2 separate regions of the Callithrix jacchus genome follow, and region 2 is linked to region 1. A link is a contact called in public Hi-C data. All regions are on one chromosome and are shown on one strand. The core of a region is the stretch at or near the end of the contact, and the rest is flanking DNA. Distances in the headings are between cores, read along the strand shown.

Region 1 (3,222 bases), core at 391-2,890:
TGGCCTAATTTTACTTTTGGTAGAGACAGGGCTCATGCGACGTTGCCTAGGCTGGTCTCAATCTCCCAGCCTCAAGTAATCCTTCTGTCTTGGCCTCCCAAAGTGTTGGGATTAGAGTTGTGAACCACTGTGCCTGGCTTTGATATATATTAATATAATACATATTACCCAGATGAGCATCACTTCCTTTTTGAAATAGTAGTTTTAGATTCTTTTGGTTGCAAGGCTGACTGGAGCCTCCAGCCTTCTCATTACATAGAAGATTAGGAGATCTGGATCTCTGATATTCAAATCCCTGTAGTGGGTCCCAGTGTGAGAAACAGACATCAGAAAGGGACACTGGGAACTCAGAACTTTCATTTCCCCCACTCCGTTAGTACTCGGTTCCCTTAGCTCAGATAGAGCTTATGTATGGGGTCACATGGGGTTCTGCGGGTCACCTTCAACAAGGCAAAGTCAATTACTTCTCAGCTGAACAGAAGATGTTGGAGGAGGAAGATTGTAGATGTCATCTAGCCCAGTGTCCTCATTTTAAGCAAGGCTCAGAGAAAGAAAATGACCTGCCCAAGGTCATACAGCTAATGTGGGATAGAATTCAGGTGTCTTGGCCAGGGGTGGTGGCACATGCCTGTAATCCCAGCACTTTGGGAGGCTGAGGCAGGTGGATCACAAGGTCAAGAGATCGAGACCATCCTGGCCAACATGGTGAAACCCCGTCTCTTAAAAAAAAAAAAAAAAAAGAATTCAGGTGTCTTTATTCCAAATCAGCGCTTTCCATCATGCCACATTTGCTTTCACTCAGCTTCTATCATATATTCCATTTAATCCTACTGACTCCCAACTTCCAAATTCTGGGTTGGGAAGGGTCAATTTCCAGACTTTTCTTGTCCAAGGATAGGACGAAGAGACGTTGCTACTATTTTCAGGCAAAATAGAGCATTGCCCCCTTTCCCTGCTTCTCTTTCCCCTGTTGTTTTCAATGAGGAAGTGAGTCTATTTCTCCACAGGCAGGAGGTCTCTCCAGTTCTAAGCTCCATTCAGTTTGTGGCAGGGAAGCTGATGGGCACAATGCTGTGGGATGCCCTTCACCTTGGCAGGCTGATTGTACCCAACTGGTGGCCATGGCCTAGTGCCCATTGGCAGGCAGGGTGTCCACTGACGCATTAACTTGATGTCTGCTGTCCATGGATGCCAGATGGCTGGCTGAATACCTATACTGCATCTTGTCTGGTCTGCTATTCCTGGTCTGTGTCACTTTTAGATTTGTATATGTGTGAGAATTTTAGGAGGGTGGTCCCTCCAAGGATTTAAGATACTGACATTTCCAGATTGGCAGAAGGGAGGACACCTTACTGGCAACCTAGAATCTGTGCTGAATAGCACAGGACCTGGACTTCATGAAAGTTCTCCAAACATCTCTGTAATCTCCCTCTTCCCAACCTTCCCACACTGTAGAGTGCTTGGTGTCACTCCTCCCTAATCTAACACCAGAAACTGACAGGTCACACATGGTATGTATCTCAGTCTCAGGCCAAAGTGTCTAAGAAAGCGAAGGCAGAGAAGGGAGGTATGTATAGGTTAGGATGTGTGGACTAGGAAGCCAAAAGGCTCCCTGCTTCCTCTTCCCCACAGACTTCAGAAGACTCTGGAAGCTACCTAGTGCCCTAAAATTTCCACTGCAGTCCCAGACAACCTTAGACTATATCTCCACCTACTGGACACCAAGGAGATTGACAACACTGTCTCAGTTTTTCTTTAGAACTAGCATGGAGTCTAAAACCTCATCAATACTCCACCTTTATCCCAAAGTTAAATCCTTCCTTCTCAGAATCTGTTGAGGCTATGGGGGCAGATTGACTGGCTCTTCAGGGAGACTGGGTACCTAGGGAGACTTGGGTACAATTTGCCCCATACACTGCTTTCTCTATCAAAAAAATCTCTCGGGGGTTGGATAGAGAGCCTTACTTCCCTGCTTCAGTTGCCTTGGGTATAGGGTGGTTAAACTCTATTCACCTCCTATGCCCATAAACAGAAAACAGCAGGTAGGTGGGGTTAGATAATAGGGTCCTTTTTAGCTTTAGGGAAAGGGGAAAGAAATCTGAAAGAATTGCCTTTTACTCATCTCTCTGTCTGCCACCTGACTCAGATATGGGAGAGACTGGGGGTGTCCTCTACTGTTCTTTTCGCATCCACCAGTAATTCTCTTCCCATGCTCACTAGTAAAGACAATTCCATTAGAACCCCTTAACGATCATTTTGTCCATGCTGAAACCATAGGCTAGCTATTCATCAAAGTCCCTGGGCCATATCTTCAGAAGTGAAGGTCATATATATAACGACAGCTCTCAAATGAATCCTTTACTGGTGAAATGGGGACCATGTCAATACATAGCCTCAGAATTGATCAGGCTGCACAATAATATCAATTCATGGAGATTACAGCACTAGGAAAATAATTTACATCAGATCCAGAAATGTACTCTCCTTTTCCAGCTGATCATTTAACTAGGTTAAGTAAGAAGCAGTCATTTCTTTTTTATTTTTTGGATGTCTGATTTTCACTTAAAATAGGCCGTTTAAATGTTTTTCAAATTTTTATTTTAAAGGGAAGGAATCAATAAGGAATTAAGGCAATGTTGGGGATCATCTTGTACTACATACAGTTCATGTCATTTTTTTTTTTATTTTAATATTTTCAAGACGGAGTTTTTCTCTTGTTGCCCAAGCTGGAGTGCAATGGCACAATCTCAGCTCACCTAAACCTCTGCCCCCCAGGTTCAAGCGATTCTCCTGCCTCAGCCTCCCAAGTAGCTGGGATTACAGGCATGCACCACCACGCCTGGCTAATTTTGTATTTTTAGGAGACGGTGTTTCTCCATGTTGATCAGCCTGGTCTTGAACCGACCTCAGGTGATCTGCCCGCCTCAGCCTCCCAGAGTGCTGGGAGTACAGGTATGAGCCACCAGGCCCGGCCAGTTTATGTCATTTTTGTATGATATATCTTCGGTTTATTCATTACGGCTAAAATGTACTGAGTGTTTACCATTAAAACTCTTAAAAACATTAATGCATTTCCCCCACTTATATCTTTAAATGATCTTATGACATAAATACTATACTTTTATTATCTTTATGTTCTTTTGTTTTTGTTTTTCTGCTTTCCGCAGGCCATGTTAGGCCTAGGAAATTCTTTTTTTTTTGAGACAGAGTCTTGCTCTCTCA
Region 2 (3,222 bases), core at 461-2,960, 50 kb before region 1:
ACTGGTGGCTATGGTCCAATTTCAGAGAATGTGGACCCAGGAATTATTCCTGTGGCTGGGGTCTTGGTCAGGCTGCAGCAAGCAAGTCCATGTGTTCTCTTCAGGGCCTGCTGACCAGGGAAAGCACGGCTTATGCCAGCCTATCCTGGAGAAGCACAGTGCTGCCTCTCAGGCCCAGCCCTGGGTGGAGCCAGGGTGCAGGGATCACACAGGTTGGAGGAATGTGGATCCTGTCCTCTGGGGGACTGAGTGCAATGTGTGTTGGTGGGGTGGTATTCATAGAAAGGTGGGCAATACCTTCCCCTGCTGGAGATACTCTTGAGAAGGAGGCAGACAACCAGCCATTCATGCCTTTGTTCAGTCATCCATTCAATGGATAGGTGGAGTGCCAGGTGGAGGGGGCTAAGACATACAGCAGAGAGACTGAGGACACACAGGAGGAGGAGAAAAAAAGAGATGGAGGAAGGGCAGAAGGACAATAGGTAGTCAATAGGCAGTTAAATGAAAGAAGGAAAGAGAGGAAGACAAATAGCAGAGGGACTCAGAAGAGGGATGAGGGCAGGAGTCAGTTAAGCCCCCCGGTACCAGCATGGAGCCAGGTGTCCTCAGCCAGGGGCAGGGAGACCACAGGTGTCTGGGCCTGGTTGCGGGGCTCCCACCATAAACAGATCCCAGAAACTGGCCTAGCCAGGGTGGAGGGCAGAGGTCAGAGCAGGCCTGTGAACTATTGTGGAGGCAGGGTGGAGGGCAGGGGCCTGCAACCGGAGCTGATGCAGAGTCCACAGCACAGCTAGGCCCTTTCCTCCCCCACCCCTGGGGCTCCCTTCATGATGTAGGTCATGAGGATGGGGTGGCTGTGGCTGACGGGCTGTCAGAGCCCAGCGGGAGTTCCCATCCCCCATCCTTCCCCTCTCCATTGCCCCTGTCTCTCCTGGTGCCCCCGGCCCAGGGCAGGGGTGTAGGGGAAGAAGGAAGACAGGAAGGAGGGACTCAGGCAGCTAGAGCAGGGAGAGAGGGGCAGGTCCTGGCGTGTTGGGGCAGGATGGCTGTGGAGACAGGATCTGAGCCGCAGGAGCCCTGGATGGACAGTTTCCCACCCCCTCTTCTGCTCAGCCCTCTTATCTCCGGCCCTCAGTTCCCACCTCCCACCACACTCACCTCGAAGCTACACCCACCATCTTCTCCTTCCACCCCCCACTTCCTCCTTTCCCCCTTATCCTGGGCCCAGAAGGATGCCGGAGTGTCTAAGCTAAGGGTAGGGGAAGACGCTGGGGCGGGAGACGGGTCAGAACCTTTCCCCCAACTCCACCAGGCCAGGACCAGCCCCCCCACCCAGCCTCTCGTAGACTGGCATATAATATTCATGAGCCTCATGAATACGCAATGTTCTAATTATGGGGCGGGGGTCTTACTCCGATCTACCTCCCGCTTTACCACTCCCTAGATTCCCCCGAGCAGCGGCAGCCTGGGAAGAGGGGAAGAGGGGACCCCAGATGTGGAGCCAGATGAAGGGGGAGGGGGAACCAGTCGCTGACGGGCGGCCGCAGTCACCGCGGTGCCGGGAGATGGGGGGGCGGTAGGTGACCCACAGAGAGGAACCCAGGAGCCGGGAGCCTGGAGTCGCAGAGACCACTCACCGAGGATCATGCTGGGGACCCAGGCGCCCGGGGTTCCGCGTCGCTCTGTCCCGGGGGCCGTTCTGGCCGGGCTGGGGGTACGGGGGGAGGAGCCGGGGAGGAGCGGAGGCCGGCCGAGGCGGAGCGGGGGCGGGGCCCGCAGCAGGTGAAGACGGGAGGAGGGGACCCGGGCACTCAGGGCTCCGCGAGGGGGCGTCCTGGCCCCTCCGGCTTCCTCCCGCCCTCTTCTCGCTGCCTGCGGGCCTCCAGGGTTTACTGTGTCACTGCGGCCAGGGCTGGGGGAACAGGACGTCTAGAAGACGGTGTGAGGTGATGGACAAAGCTGGAAACCAGGATGCCTGGGTTCCCGGGAAGGGCTGAGTCTGAGGGCGGGAAGTCTGGTTCTGGGCTGATGTGGGGTGGAAGGGCGGTGGGGAGAGGGAGGGTGCCTAAGTACTCTTGGAGGCGATGGGACTTGGGTTGGGTGGGACACCTAGGTTGGTTCCCTCCAGAGTGATGGGCTGAGCAGGGGCAGGGCAAGTGCAGCAGAAATCGTTTGGGTCCCAGTTTGTTGTTCTGGCTTTGGAGGAGGATGCCTGAGTGCTGGGCCTCTGAGGTGAAATGGGATGTTGAAGATGGATCCCAGGTTGAGTTCTGGCTGGGGTCTGAATGCCTGGGTCCTCAGGGAAGGTCTCAGCGAAGAGACTGCAATCTCTGGACCTGGGGAGGTGGAAATGGAAGCTTGTAACCGAGATCATCTCCCAGGAAACTGGGAGATGACAGAAGATCCAGAACTGAGGCACCTTGTAGAGATGACCTGGATCTGGGTGGTGTGGCGTGGGGGAGCATCTATCCAGGGCCTAAATCCAGGCATGGCCCACTAAGGCGAGCTTCCATTGAGGAGGACTGATGCCGGGGGCACACGTTTGGTGAAGTAGAGGGGAAGATGGAGGGTAGGGCAAAATGTATGAGCTGGGGAGAATGTCAGGAGGGAGAGGAAGCACAGGCCACTGGGAGGCATTCTTAAGGGACCCCTGTACAAGGTTGGAGTCTGGGAGACTGCAGATGTCTGGGGAAGACGGAGCCTGGACCTGTCTGTACCTGCCTCAAGAGGGAGGCGGGCAGGAGGATTTCCCAGAATGCCACACAGCCAGCTTCAGGCCAACACCAACCAGAGGAAAAGTGGGTGGGAACTGGAACGTTTGGAGTTTAGGGAGGTAGAAGCTGAGGGGAAGAAGTTGGTGAAAGGGTGGTGGGACTGAAGTTTTGGAACGGCTTAGGAAGGGGAAAGAGACCGCCTGGGTTCTGGAGGGAAATTGGGACTGAATGGTCAATTAGGGTGCAGGAAGTTTGAGTTTTTGTTTCTGGGCTCCAGCAATCTCTTGCCCTCACCCTAGTAATCTGGTTTGAAGAAGAGACCTGTTTCTGTACCTGCCAAGACACTCCAGCTCAGGGGCAAGAGAATGCTGGGAGTGCCAATGCCTTAGGCTCGTTCTGATTCAGAGAGGCAGAGATCTCAGACACCAAGTCTGGCCTTGGGAGAGGATATAGGGTTTCTGGGTCCAGCAGAGGAGGTCCTCCTGCTCTGGGTCTGACCTACCACCAT

What was found. A called contact is a pair of places that touch in the nucleus more often than the background predicts.
Region 2: a Hi-C map of induced pluripotent stem cells shows a contact between it and region 1, with 4 times the contacts expected there. The contact joins the promoter of ZNF385A here to the enhancer-like site in region 1. A contact is called at or near these places in 3 of 3 Hi-C or Micro-C datasets (induced pluripotent stem cells and skeletal muscle).

Annotation. Positions count from the first base shown.
Region 1 is chr9:65,108,214-65,111,435 of calJac240_pri, reverse strand. No RefSeq gene overlaps it. Among named protein-coding and RNA genes, the nearest start is that of ITGA5, 22 kb to the left of the region's middle. Within about 2 kb of position 1,640, at least 3 of the 16 cell types and tissues checked have an H3K27ac peak or open chromatin away from gene starts, as enhancers often do.
Region 2 is chr9:65,158,482-65,161,703 of calJac240_pri, reverse strand. ZNF385A (zinc finger protein 385A) reads right to left here and starts at 1,710. Exons shown (of 8, transcript XM_002752556.6): 1 at 1,638-1,710. The coding sequence starts at 1,647.